Regions from separate parts of the Mus musculus genome. Here region 2 is linked to region 1. The links are chromatin contacts, called in public Hi-C maps. All regions are on one chromosome and are shown on one strand. Each heading gives the region's core, a stretch centred on a gene start, on an enhancer-like site or on the middle of the called end of the contact. The rest is flanking DNA. Distances are from core to core; before and after follow the strand shown. Region 1 has its middle 110 kb from the start of Gm23276. Region 2 has its middle 220 kb from the start of Gm23276.

Region 1 (5,775 bases), core at 1,643-4,142:
TACAATTCTTGTTGACTTAATAAAATAGATAGTAATTTAGTTGTTTTATAGTTTAAATTAGGTATTCTTATTCTCTCCTCATCATTACATTTGGAGCATAGTTTTGAAATACCCAGCTATATTTTAATAACAATCTAAACTTTGAAATAACACCAATAAATAGTTTTTTAAAAGAATAGGTTTTATTTTAACTATCACGATAATTTTTTCTTAATTAAAAATAAAATTGTTTTGCCAACCCTTTATTTTATTTTATTTTTAAAGATGTTCAACTGATTCTTCACTGACTGATATCCCTGTCCCTTTGTATCCTTTGTACCCTTTGCTCTTGCAACTTCCTCACCAGAAGAAAATTATGATAATAATAATAATAATAATAATAAACATCTCATTGTGGATATTATAGTGTGTTACAGTATACCTTTGTGTCCACACATCTTTGCTGCAAATGTTCATATCAATTAATCACTGACCTAGTTCGAGGCCTCTGGCTTCTGCTGCACTCTCAATATTGGATTGCTTGTTACTGGGACTTTTCTCGGATCTCCTGGTGTTGCTCTGTGTGAAAGAGAGGCTCTAGCTTTAGTTCTGCAGGACAGGACCCTTCACATGCTTCGGCAGTTCATAGAAAAGGTAGACGTTGGGGTCAGCCAACTCAAAGCCCTGGATCTGGACCCGGGTGCTGAGTTGGGCAGCCTTCTAGCTCTCTAGCACCCATACCACCAGGGCAAACTCTCCAGCACTAACTCAGCTAGCTCACCCAACGCAGCAGCCAGCTAGGAGCTTAAGCTGCTCTGCCCTTGGGGCCAGCTCACCAGCACTGTACCACAAGAGCCAGGGCTACTGTGTTGCCCAGTTGAAGTGTAGGGACAATCTCTCAAGTCCTGCAGCTAGGGATGGGACAGCTTTCCTCCTCTCACACCCTGGGGGATGGCTCATCTGTATCTTTGTCATCAGGGTCAGTTTTAATGTACAGCCCAGGTGAGGTACAGGACCGGATCTCGTTATTTGCTGCAGCTGCAAGGGGCAGGGCTGCTCTAGCTCTCTTAACTGCCACAGGTGGAAAAGAAGAAGGCCTAAGGGGAACCAGGTCTTCCCTGTCTATGTTCATGCCCGCTTGGCTGGCTTTCCAATTCCCCTGACACCAGGGCTATCCGCTACTGTGCTGTCCAGGTGAGGTGCAGGACTTTCCAGAGTGTGGCAGGTGAGAGGTGGAGCCAGTTTTCCAGATTGCGATAGCCAGTGACCAAGCCATTATTTTGAAAGAACAATTCAATTACAAGTAAGCAAAAATAATGCCTGAAAAATAAAAACCACGCGATATGCTGAATATTTTATCAAAAGACCCATTCTTAAACCTGCTATAAGTATTTTCATAGAGAAATGTGGATACATGAGACTGTGTTCTGTATTTGTAGAGTCTCTCTGGACACTACAGTCCTTCAGTCGTTGTTAAAACTGACTTAATTATATTTATACAAATAATATTATATTATATATGCATGATTATTGAAGCATAAATGCGCAAGACTAGTGCATTAAAAATGGGCTGATGATGATTCTTTTTCTGATAACAGAACCAGTTTCTAGATACTCATAATAAACTAGGTATGCTATGTCCCTGGCAATCTTTAAGCTTTAGGAGCCAGACTGGAACTAATGACCACCCCACCTAGTGGACCAAGTCAGTACTAGTTGCCACTGCCACCAATCTACCCTTATGAAAAACAACTATTGTGGTACTGGTCCAACTGTTGGGGCTTTATTCAGACCCAAGGACCAAGAACCTGCCAGCTTCTCAGCTTGCCTGGTTTGATTTAATTGTTGATACTATTTTCAAGCTGATATATTGATCCTTTTGGTCTGTAATTCTATGGAATCCTAACTAAAACAGCTATAGATACATAAGAATTTTGTCATGTGACAAGATGCAATATATAAGTATGTTCTATTATACATAAATATTTGAACACTATTAATTTTATTATAATTTGAAGAGATTATCAAAGTGGTTTTAATATAATTAAAATGCTCATAACTTTCAATCCATTAATTATGGTTTGCTAGACTCATGTGATGCACCTACTAAATGTGTAATTTATATATTTCAAACTTATGAATTCTCTTAATAATTAATGTTAAAATTATCAACCATGACAAATATTTATCATATATTGGTCAATGAACAAATTAAGATACATATAATAATGTAAAGTTTAATAATATGATGTTTTCATAAAAATAAATTAAGGTACATTTAGATAAATGATTCAAATAAAATTATCATGTTAATAAACCAGTGAGGCACTTGTGGTTTTCAGACTTTTTGTCTGATAAGAAAAATGTCATTTTGTGAATATGAATAAATCAGTTTTAAAATTCTGCCATTTGTGTTCCTCACAGAAACAGAATCAATAGGATACACATACAATCAAAAATGTCAATAGTACCTGTACACATGTAGTGTGTGAACTTGCCTAGAGAGATATGAATTAAAGGGCTCTTCACATCAGACAGGTATTCTGGGACAGAATAAAAAAAAAATCCTTCCAAAGTCAAGTTAGTGAGGCTGTGAGTTCACTGTGACTCCTTACAGGATTATGGGCCAAAGGCAGTTATATCACTACAGAATTCTATTTGTCAATACAGTTCAGAGTTAACCATCTCTAGTTTAAATATGACATGTACAGTAGTCATCCTTCCATATCCTGAACCAAAGGAAGTCAGAGATGGTCTAATCAAGAGTGGCAAGCTTCAGGAAGGTCAGAGTTAAGAGCAAATTTGTGGGACTCACAAGTCTGGGTCATGAGAGGGCGACTTATGACAGGAAAATAAGCACATTTAAAGAGAGTGTAAGAAATGAGATAATAGTGTTTTCAAAAGCATTGCCAAATCTCACAATGATACATTTTCATGAAGCAGGATATAGAGTATGATGGTGGACATTCAGAGTGTTCACAGTGAGGCATGTTATCCTGAAAAAGAAATTCAGAAAAATTCAGGCACTGGGAATCAGAAAACAGATGCCTCGGAGATAGGGAAAAATAGGTTCAGATTAAATGGAATAGGAATGTAATGAGCCACCCATTAAAAGCTTGAATTTAGGGACAGAATTGACTCAAAAGAATTATGAACCCACCCCTCAAACTCAAAGAAGGCTCTAAAGTCATAAGCAAGATTCCTAAACATATATTCATTTTTAGTCATTTCAATGCTATTGCTTTGAAAAACAAAGATCACTGAGCCAGAGATCAGTGACGTGATGACACATTTCATTCTTTTGCTATGAACTGTGATTAAATCTGATGATAAAACTTAACTTTGTTCTAAGATAATACCTTCCTTTTTCTGTATCTTATGAGGAGTTTTTAAAGTCTGGACACCCACAGTTAGTCTATTAGAGATTGTCCTAAGTACCATTTTCTGTTTTCTCTCATTCTAGCAGGCAATGTTGGCACTGTGCTATTTTCCCAAAGATGTTATTTTAATGGACATTACACTGGTGAATTTGGCAACAACAACACACACAACAGATCTGGGAGGAAATGCGGCTGTTTCTATTGCAACTTTTGGCAGAGATACAGAACTTAGATTTACTATCCCCGAATGCCTCATCTGAATTGATTTTATTATTTTCTACAACACAGAAAGATGCTTTTTGTGTCCATAGGCCAAACTTTAACTCATGATCACCGTTATCCCAAAGGTCTTTCTACTTTAGATGCTTCTGGTCCTTAATGCTCCTGCAAGCACTTTAATACAATCATATAAAAAGAAAGAAAGTCACAACAAATGTTTGCCTTGCCTTGCTCCTACTCCAATGTATGCTTTAGGGATGTTTTTGATGCCAAATTCAGTGCCTTTGGAGTGGATCCCTAAAGACTTCTGAGCTTTCTACTCTATCTCTTTGAATAAATGAGACAGTTAGAATTGGCAAGACTAGTTCCTCAACTTTGAAGCCTCGGGGAATGAGAATACTCCTGTCTTCCTGGTCTCATCCTTTGAAGAGCTTCCTTTTCTGTCTTTTGTTGTTGTTTAAATATTGAAGCCCTAGGATCAGAAGATTTGATTGTGACTTCTTAATTCAACAACAATTTACTCTTTATATAATTTCAAAAAAATCATTTAGATTTCTTAAATATCTGCTTTTGCAGGCATGCGGACAAAATAATTCTAAGCTATCCGTTGGTATGAATAATGTAATAGCTGTTGAAGTGCTCTTGAAAGTGCAAAGAAAATTCTTAAATATTATCAATACTGCTTCCATCATGACTTATAGGTAACTGTGAGATTTAATATCAATTTCACCAAAGAATATGTATAATATAATGAATTTCTTCTTAATTGAATTAATAGACAATTTCCTTTTTACATGTTTCATATAATATTTGAAGGCTAAATACAGAGGAAATATTTTAACTAAAGGACTCTGTTTTAATTCCTTATCTTTAAAAGTATCATTGGAAATGTTGGACAACCTGGATAAAAACATATCATAGCACAATCTGGGTGATTATATATCTAAATAACTAAATGCTATGCTCAAAAAGCTACACTTCTATCTATAAGTATCCCTCAGTAATGTAGAATACATATAGCTTTATGAGAGTTATTTGTGTCCTTTGCTTTTGCACCTGAGGCCTAAATACTGAAAATGATTAGGAACTTTTTTGGAGATTAGTTGTTCTTTAAATGAATGTACCAAATATGCAAGTAAAATTTTAATATTTAATATATATCATTACAGCTATTCTATGACACTTGTAAACTTAAGTAACATGTCAGTTCCCAAGAAATTTCAACATTGCATAGTCCCATGCATAATAGTTTTATATCTTACTAGGTTTAGTTCTGCTCAGTAACTATCCAGTGGATTTTTATAATATTTTGAAAAAGTTACTATCTCACTCTAGCATGCATTATATGGCTGGCAATGAAATAAGCAGAAAGAATCTCAGGGTTCTTGTCTGCACTTAGCATCCTAGATCATCATCTGTAAACAACTCGGAGACCAGGTCTCTCAAAAGAGACAGTCTTTTCACTATTCGTGAACTGGACTTATGTGGAATTAGTTCTGAACAACATGAAAGCTGAAAAGAGCAGCTTAAAGGAAAGTTAACATGTTTCTGTGAAATATTTTTTTAATATAAAATGTATAACACACATTTACTTTAACATAGTCCTCCAACATACACTGCTGAGAACTGCTTTAAACATTTTCTTTTGTACGCTGTAATTGTAAAGCTTGCTTTAGGTTAAAAAGAAAAAGAAAATACAAATATTGTGGAATAATATCATGTCAAATGAGAGCTGTTGTCGGAAAATACAGACGAGTCTATCGTCTGCAGATGTTTGCTCTGAAGAAGCCACCCATGAAGATCAGAGTGACATTGAGTTGGCTTCTGCCAGATGGACATTGTAGTGCCTACTGGGCATCAAAAAGGAGGCAATGCCAAAAGAAACCATTATATGACGGTGAAAAAAATGTTGAAACACAGGTGTACTTAAGCACCTCTCCAATGCATGGGTCCAGATTTTATAGGAGACAGAAAAGTTCATAACAAAGCACTACTTCCGTGCCAATTAAGGAGCTTGAATTTTATGCTGAACATAATAAGGAATTCACAGTAAAAATAACAAAGAAAATGATATTATTAGATTTGCATTTCAGAAAGAAAACTGGCAGAGGCAGGTGATCTGTGGGCCAAGCATAGTGAAGCTGTCAGAGTCTCTGCCAGAGTAGGTCCCTTCTCAGAGTAGCTGCAGTTCATACAC
Region 2 (5,753 bases), core at 3,177-5,676, 110 kb after region 1:
CAAATAAAAAGTTTGCATTTCATTTCAATCTCAAACATAACTTTTTTTTTTTTACTGTCAAGTAGGCTTATGACAGAGGACATAAATGTAAAATTAAGTAGAAACATGGAGAATAAATAATTTCTAAATTAACTTGTCAGTTTTAGTAAGCATTTAGTTAGAAAATGAGAGGCAACAAAGCTTCAATTAAATTAAAAAGTACATCACTTGAACAGATATTTTGGCGACAAATGTAATTTACAAGATGTAATACTATTCTTTTAAAATGGAGACTGATTTCAACATTTACAATATCATCAGATATGTTCCTGCAGGAGGGAAACATATACAAAACCATTTCTATTGTGTGATTTACATATTATAAAATAACTGACTATAATATATACTACCAGAAGGCGATATTATGAGAAAGTTTAAATTGTCTAGGTAAATAAAGACATTTGAAAAAAGAGACATACCTCAAAGGGAGGTGGCTAGAAAAAACATCTTCTGTGAGAAAAGACACTTCAAAAACTCTCAGGGAGTGTTGTAGAGTTAGGTCCAAAGTAAATAGCACTGCCACCCTCATAGAAGACCCAGGTTTAATTCCCAGAACTCAACCTTTATCCTAGTTCAGGAAGATTTGGTCCAGACCTTTTTAACAGGTAATATCAGAATAACTACTAGTCTAATGCACACTACGATAGCTTGAGATTTGTCTATTGAAAATTTAACCAACTCAATGAAGGCTAAATACAGTATGATCAACAGGGATTTAAAGATTATGATCTTCATTCTGTATAAGATTCTCATTTTATTCATGGCCATGAACCTTATGCGTAGAACAATATGATCTGTCTTTTATGTTAATAGATTTGTTCCTCTCCTTCTGTTCTTGAGGACAGGAAATGACTAGGGAGAGTAATCAGAAGATAATTGTGGTAGTCAAGGTGACCAAGACTGATAACTGTCATCATGGTATCCGCATTCAAGGTGAAGATAGATTCCATGTAGAGTGTGAAGGTAGAGCTGGAATAGTTTTTGGTAGAGTTTGCTCAAGTGAAACAATTTAAGGAGAATTCCAATTTACTGGTAGTGACAGCTGTAATAATGGGGTTACCTTTTGTGTGTGTGTATGAAATATTGTAGCAAATTCAACTCACACACAATTTGTAAAAAAAAAAAAAAGTATACTATATCTAGCATGAGACTTGGGTCTTTCCAGTAGATATTTTATCCTAAACTACACAACGACAGTAAGCAGGCAAAAAGATGGAAAATTTTAGAGTACACCAGAGTAGTGCAGACTACCTCAGTTACCAAGGAGAAGCATCACTAAGTAAATGAGAAAAGAGTTTGCCATGATCACAAATACTCAAGATCATGGAAGGCTGGCTAATGAGTATAATGGAACTGGGGTTGACATGTATCTAGGAATACAAAGAAAAGGTTTAAAGAGACAAGAACAACCATGCTGATCAAATACAATTTGATTGAAGTCTGGCAGATGAATCTGATTATCGGGTTTAGGAAATTCCTTTGCTAAATGTATTTTAGCAAACAAGTTAGAAAAGAAAAATAGAAGCTTTGTTCAAATAAGTTTGGAGAAAACAGAAATAAAAATTGAACAAAACAAATTGGTTATGATAATAACTATTTCTGAGGAACTGTAATAAAGAACGGCTAATAGGGTAGAGACTAAGTGAGCACTAAATTTCACAAGAGAGTTGGGTTTTGGTTTCCTGTCAGATTTAATTCTGAGGCAAAGATCTAGTGAAGAGAGAAAATACATGATGATTTAGGTTAGAGGTTAAAGGAATGCTAGAAAGTGATTGCTGGAGAAACAGTATACAAGTAGGTTTCACACTACAGGAATATTATGTGAGGGAATGCTATGAAATACAGTAATAGAGGCCTCAGTGTCTAAAATATAAAGGACCAGAATGTGTAAACAGAAAGACCTCAAGCTAAACCAGCATGGCTTTAATTACAGTTTATCTTCCTGCAGGTAGGAGGATATTCTATCAACCACCTATGGAGCCCTTATCTGATATAGATGAGGAGTCATAAAGATGGGTGCCTCTGCAGGCAAGAGTCACTGACAACTAGAGCTGGCAATAGTATTGCAGCTGGACAAAGAAAATGTTTTGGGCCAAGAGGGAAAAAAGAAAGAAAAATAAAAGATACTGTCTCTAGAGTCTATAATATGAGGTCTGAAGATGAAAGCTTTGTTTAAAAAAATCACCATGACCCTTCACCCAGAGGCTGGGGATGGGGCGGGGGTGTTAAAACAGGTCTGGCAACAAGAACTTTCTGTTCATTTAAAGTAAGATGGGAATGATACAGGAGAAACTGTCAATGGGTCTCTCTCTGATAGGATAACAGCCATTGTCCCTGCAGTGCACGACAAAGCCCTTTGGAACCTAAGGTCTCCCAGGCTTATTTATACCACACTGGCTACTTGCTGTCAAATCCCCTGAGCACACTCTTGGACTAGAACTTTTTACAATCTGCTCTTTCTTGGAAAGCACTTACATCACAATATCCACCCCTGTAAACAGCTAGTTTCTTAGTGAATTTTTCTAAGCATCCTTCTTCTAACCACCCACCTTCTGCTCTGAGTCCTCACCAATTTGCTACTCTAGCTAGCGGTCTCACATTTCATTCCAATGCATTTTTTTAAAAAGATTTATGTATTTATTTTATGTGAGTACACTGTTGCTTTCCTCAGACCCACCAGAAGAGGGCATCAGATCCCATTACAGATGGTTTTGAGTCACCACATCCTTGGGAATTGAACTCAGGACCTCTAGAAGTGCTCTTAACTGCTGAGCCATCTCTCCAGCCCCCAGTGCATATTTTTTGACCTCTTAACTTATTTTTAACATGGTTTGTTTGTTTTTTAAGATTGCAGGGTACAAGAAGATAGGAATTTTTGTTGAGTGTATTTTCTGGTGATTAGAGAGGTGTCAAACACACACAAGAGTTCTCTTTCAATGTCTCACAAGCTACTGCTGCAAAAGCATTTCTTATAATTCCTATGTTGCTTAGAAAAGAATGCATGCTTCTCCTAGCCACATGATCTCTCATGGCACATGACACAGATTATTTTAATCATTTTTAAATATAGATCATACAACATCTGGAAGTGAAGGACTAGTGCCAAACCGCCAGGCTTCTATAACAGAAATGTGTAGTTGGAGCTTATATCTACTTACTTGCTACAGTAGTAAGTACAGAAGTACATTTATCATATTTACTAGAAGTATTTTTTTTCACTGCATTAATTTATAACTGGCTACGGAGAAGAAAATCAGATGGAAACTTCAGGATAATTCATAGAGTCAGCAGATTTTTGAATACCAACTAGATTCCTAACACTGTTTTGCATAAAAAGTGGAGTAGCAAATCATAGTGTGTGTGTGTGTGTGTGTGTGTGTGTGTGTGTGTGTGTGTGTGTGTGTGTTTGCGTGGTGTTTGTGTAGTGTGTGCTTGTGTGTGTCTGTGTGCCTGTGTGCCTCCGGAGGTCAGAAGTCAGAGTCAGGCATGAGGCTAGAGGTCCGAGTTAGCTACCCTCTACTGTTCACTTGGTTTACCTTAGCTTTGAAAATCTTTTTCTGCCTAAGTACATTTATAAGAAATTAAACAACACTCAAGGAACTGGCAACGAATCAACAATGTTAAGATTAGAGATCATATTCATATTTTAGTGTAAGCCCAAATCAATGGGATGAAAGAACAGGCAGTGTATTTTTAAGACATCCAAAATATTCATGATGATTAGTTATTTGCTAAATTATTATTTTAGTATGAATTAAATTGTTCCTTGACAGTTTCATACATGCATATTATACCTGCTGATCGCTATCTTCAGTTTTCCAGAAAAGTTGTCACTTACAATGATTTGTCTGGCTCGAAAGAAGCTCGCTCAGGATCCTCCTCACAATATAAAGGATGCTGGACATCTCAACTCATATCCCCATGCTTGCAGCCAGTTAACCATGTTAGCCCTGAAAATCCTAGTCCTAAATTCCTGCTATGAGGCACTTTCTAGTTGGTTCCATGTTCTCCTTTGTTCTTGGTTTGGTAAGAGAGCTTTCTTCCTCTTTTTTCCCCTCTTTCCTTTTTATTTTTTTCTCTTTCTTTCTTTCTTTCTTTCTTTCTTTCTTTCTTTCTTTCTTTCTTTCTTTCTTTCTTTCTTTCTTTCTTTTTTTTTTTCCTACTTACTTTTCAAGGACAGGTTCTGAGGTTATGCCTTCAGACAATCATCTAAGAGACAATGAACAGCAAAAGCCTCATGGGGTCTGAATACTAAGCAATGCAATGTTTAGTAAACGTTAAACAATGTTATGAGCTCAGGATTTCCTTTCAAGCCTGCAATTCACATCAGTAATGATCTCAGAAGAGGGACTGAGCTTTGAAACAAAGGAAAGTAGGGACACCTGCTGGAGTGACAGGGTGAGGAAACAGGAAGGGGCCCTGACAAAGGCTGTGGCATTTCTTCTAAGGTCACAGAGTAAACAGTCAGAAATTTTCAGACAAGAGGCTGGAACTGTTACCAAATGCTGAAGTAATTATTGGTTGCCCCTTTACTATCAAACATAAAAAGAATAATAAAGTGCAATTTAGCATTTGAAGTATTTAATTAAGTGTTAATTGAAATATAATATTTTTAGCTATCAATAATTACCGAATTTATGGAGAAATCCAATATCTTTTAAAGCATATTTTTGAATCAAAAATATATTGAAAAGGAATCTACTTTTTAAATAAATTAAATCTTACTGAAAAATTAGCAGACATAGTGGGGCTTCAAGAATGCCTATTATTTGATAAGCTTGTTTTATTTATTTTCCAGAGGATTTAGCAATTAGACAAATCTATAAGGAATGAGGGTGAGATCTCTGAGATCATGGTGGACGTGTTTTTCTCAGTTTGCCCATGCTGTGCTAAAAAGCTGTTGTCTAAGGCAAGGCAGCCAAAGAAAATACATTTCAAGGGAGGGGGAGTCCTGTGAATTTATGAGAAGTACATCACAAAGACAAATATTTCAGCCATGCAATTCTGTTCGGCCTTTTCTGCTATGTGTCCATAGCAAGTCAACGGCTAAATTGAAAAATCAATTCCAATTTAAATTATTGGAATAAAGAACACCAGGAGTCAGAGATAAAATGGCTTTGTTCTCTGAGATCCTTTTTAATTGGAAAGTTATTTCTTCAGGGTATTCTAATGGTTCTGAGGGAAGATTGCAAAATAAAGTTGATCGGCTGGGGGAAGGTTAATAGCTAATGTGCTTTCCTTGCTGCACAGCAGCCTCCTGTCTTTATGACGTCCCCCATCATATCTGGAAGCACTGAAGATTCTAAATCATCTGATACATGCAAGGACTGTATTTTCCCTTCGTCTTTGGGAAATCATCCTGAGGCTGGAACCCTGGCAGAGGCTGCTTCCTCTCGCAGCTTTTCCAGCTGGTCTCACTTTGCTTACAAATATCATATGGGATGCTTTTCTGCTCTCTCTCTCTCTGTCTCTCTCTCTCTGTGACTCTCTCTGTCTCTCTCTCTCTCTGTCTCTCTCTCTCTCTGTCTCTCTGTGATGCTATTAATAACTCTATCTTTTAATGATGAAGAAGGAAAGGAATATCTTTGCTGGTTTGACACAAACAGAAAGACAAAAACTCCTAAGAGTTATAGACTCAGTTAAACAGAGAATGAAGATAACACAGAAGAAGAACATGACATATAGAGAAAAATGTTAATGAATATTGTTATCAA

The links. A called contact is a pair of places that touch in the nucleus more often than the background predicts.
Region 2: a Hi-C map of cerebellum shows a contact between it and region 1, with 1.8 times the contacts expected there. The contact joins two enhancer-like sites. A contact is called at or near these places in 7 of 39 promoter capture datasets (the C10 cell line, the HPC-7 cell line, HPC-7-derived erythroid cells and 3 more) and 3 of 484 Hi-C or Micro-C datasets (the G1E-ER4 cell line, the HPC-7 cell line and cerebellum).

The regions. Positions count from the first base shown.
Region 1 is chr14:97,445,324-97,451,098 of GRCm38.p6, forward strand. No RefSeq gene overlaps it. Among named protein-coding and RNA genes, the nearest start is that of Gm23276, 110 kb to the left of the region's middle. Within about 2 kb of position 2,893, at least 3 of the 459 cell types and tissues checked have an H3K27ac peak or open chromatin away from gene starts, as enhancers often do. A contact at or near this core is called in cerebellum, where this site is marked.
Region 2 is chr14:97,555,360-97,561,112 of GRCm38.p6, forward strand. No RefSeq gene overlaps it. Among named protein-coding and RNA genes, the nearest start is that of Gm23276, 220 kb to the left of the region's middle. Within about 2 kb of position 4,427, at least 22 of the 459 cell types and tissues checked have an H3K27ac peak or open chromatin away from gene starts, as enhancers often do. A contact at or near this core is called in cerebellum, where this site is marked.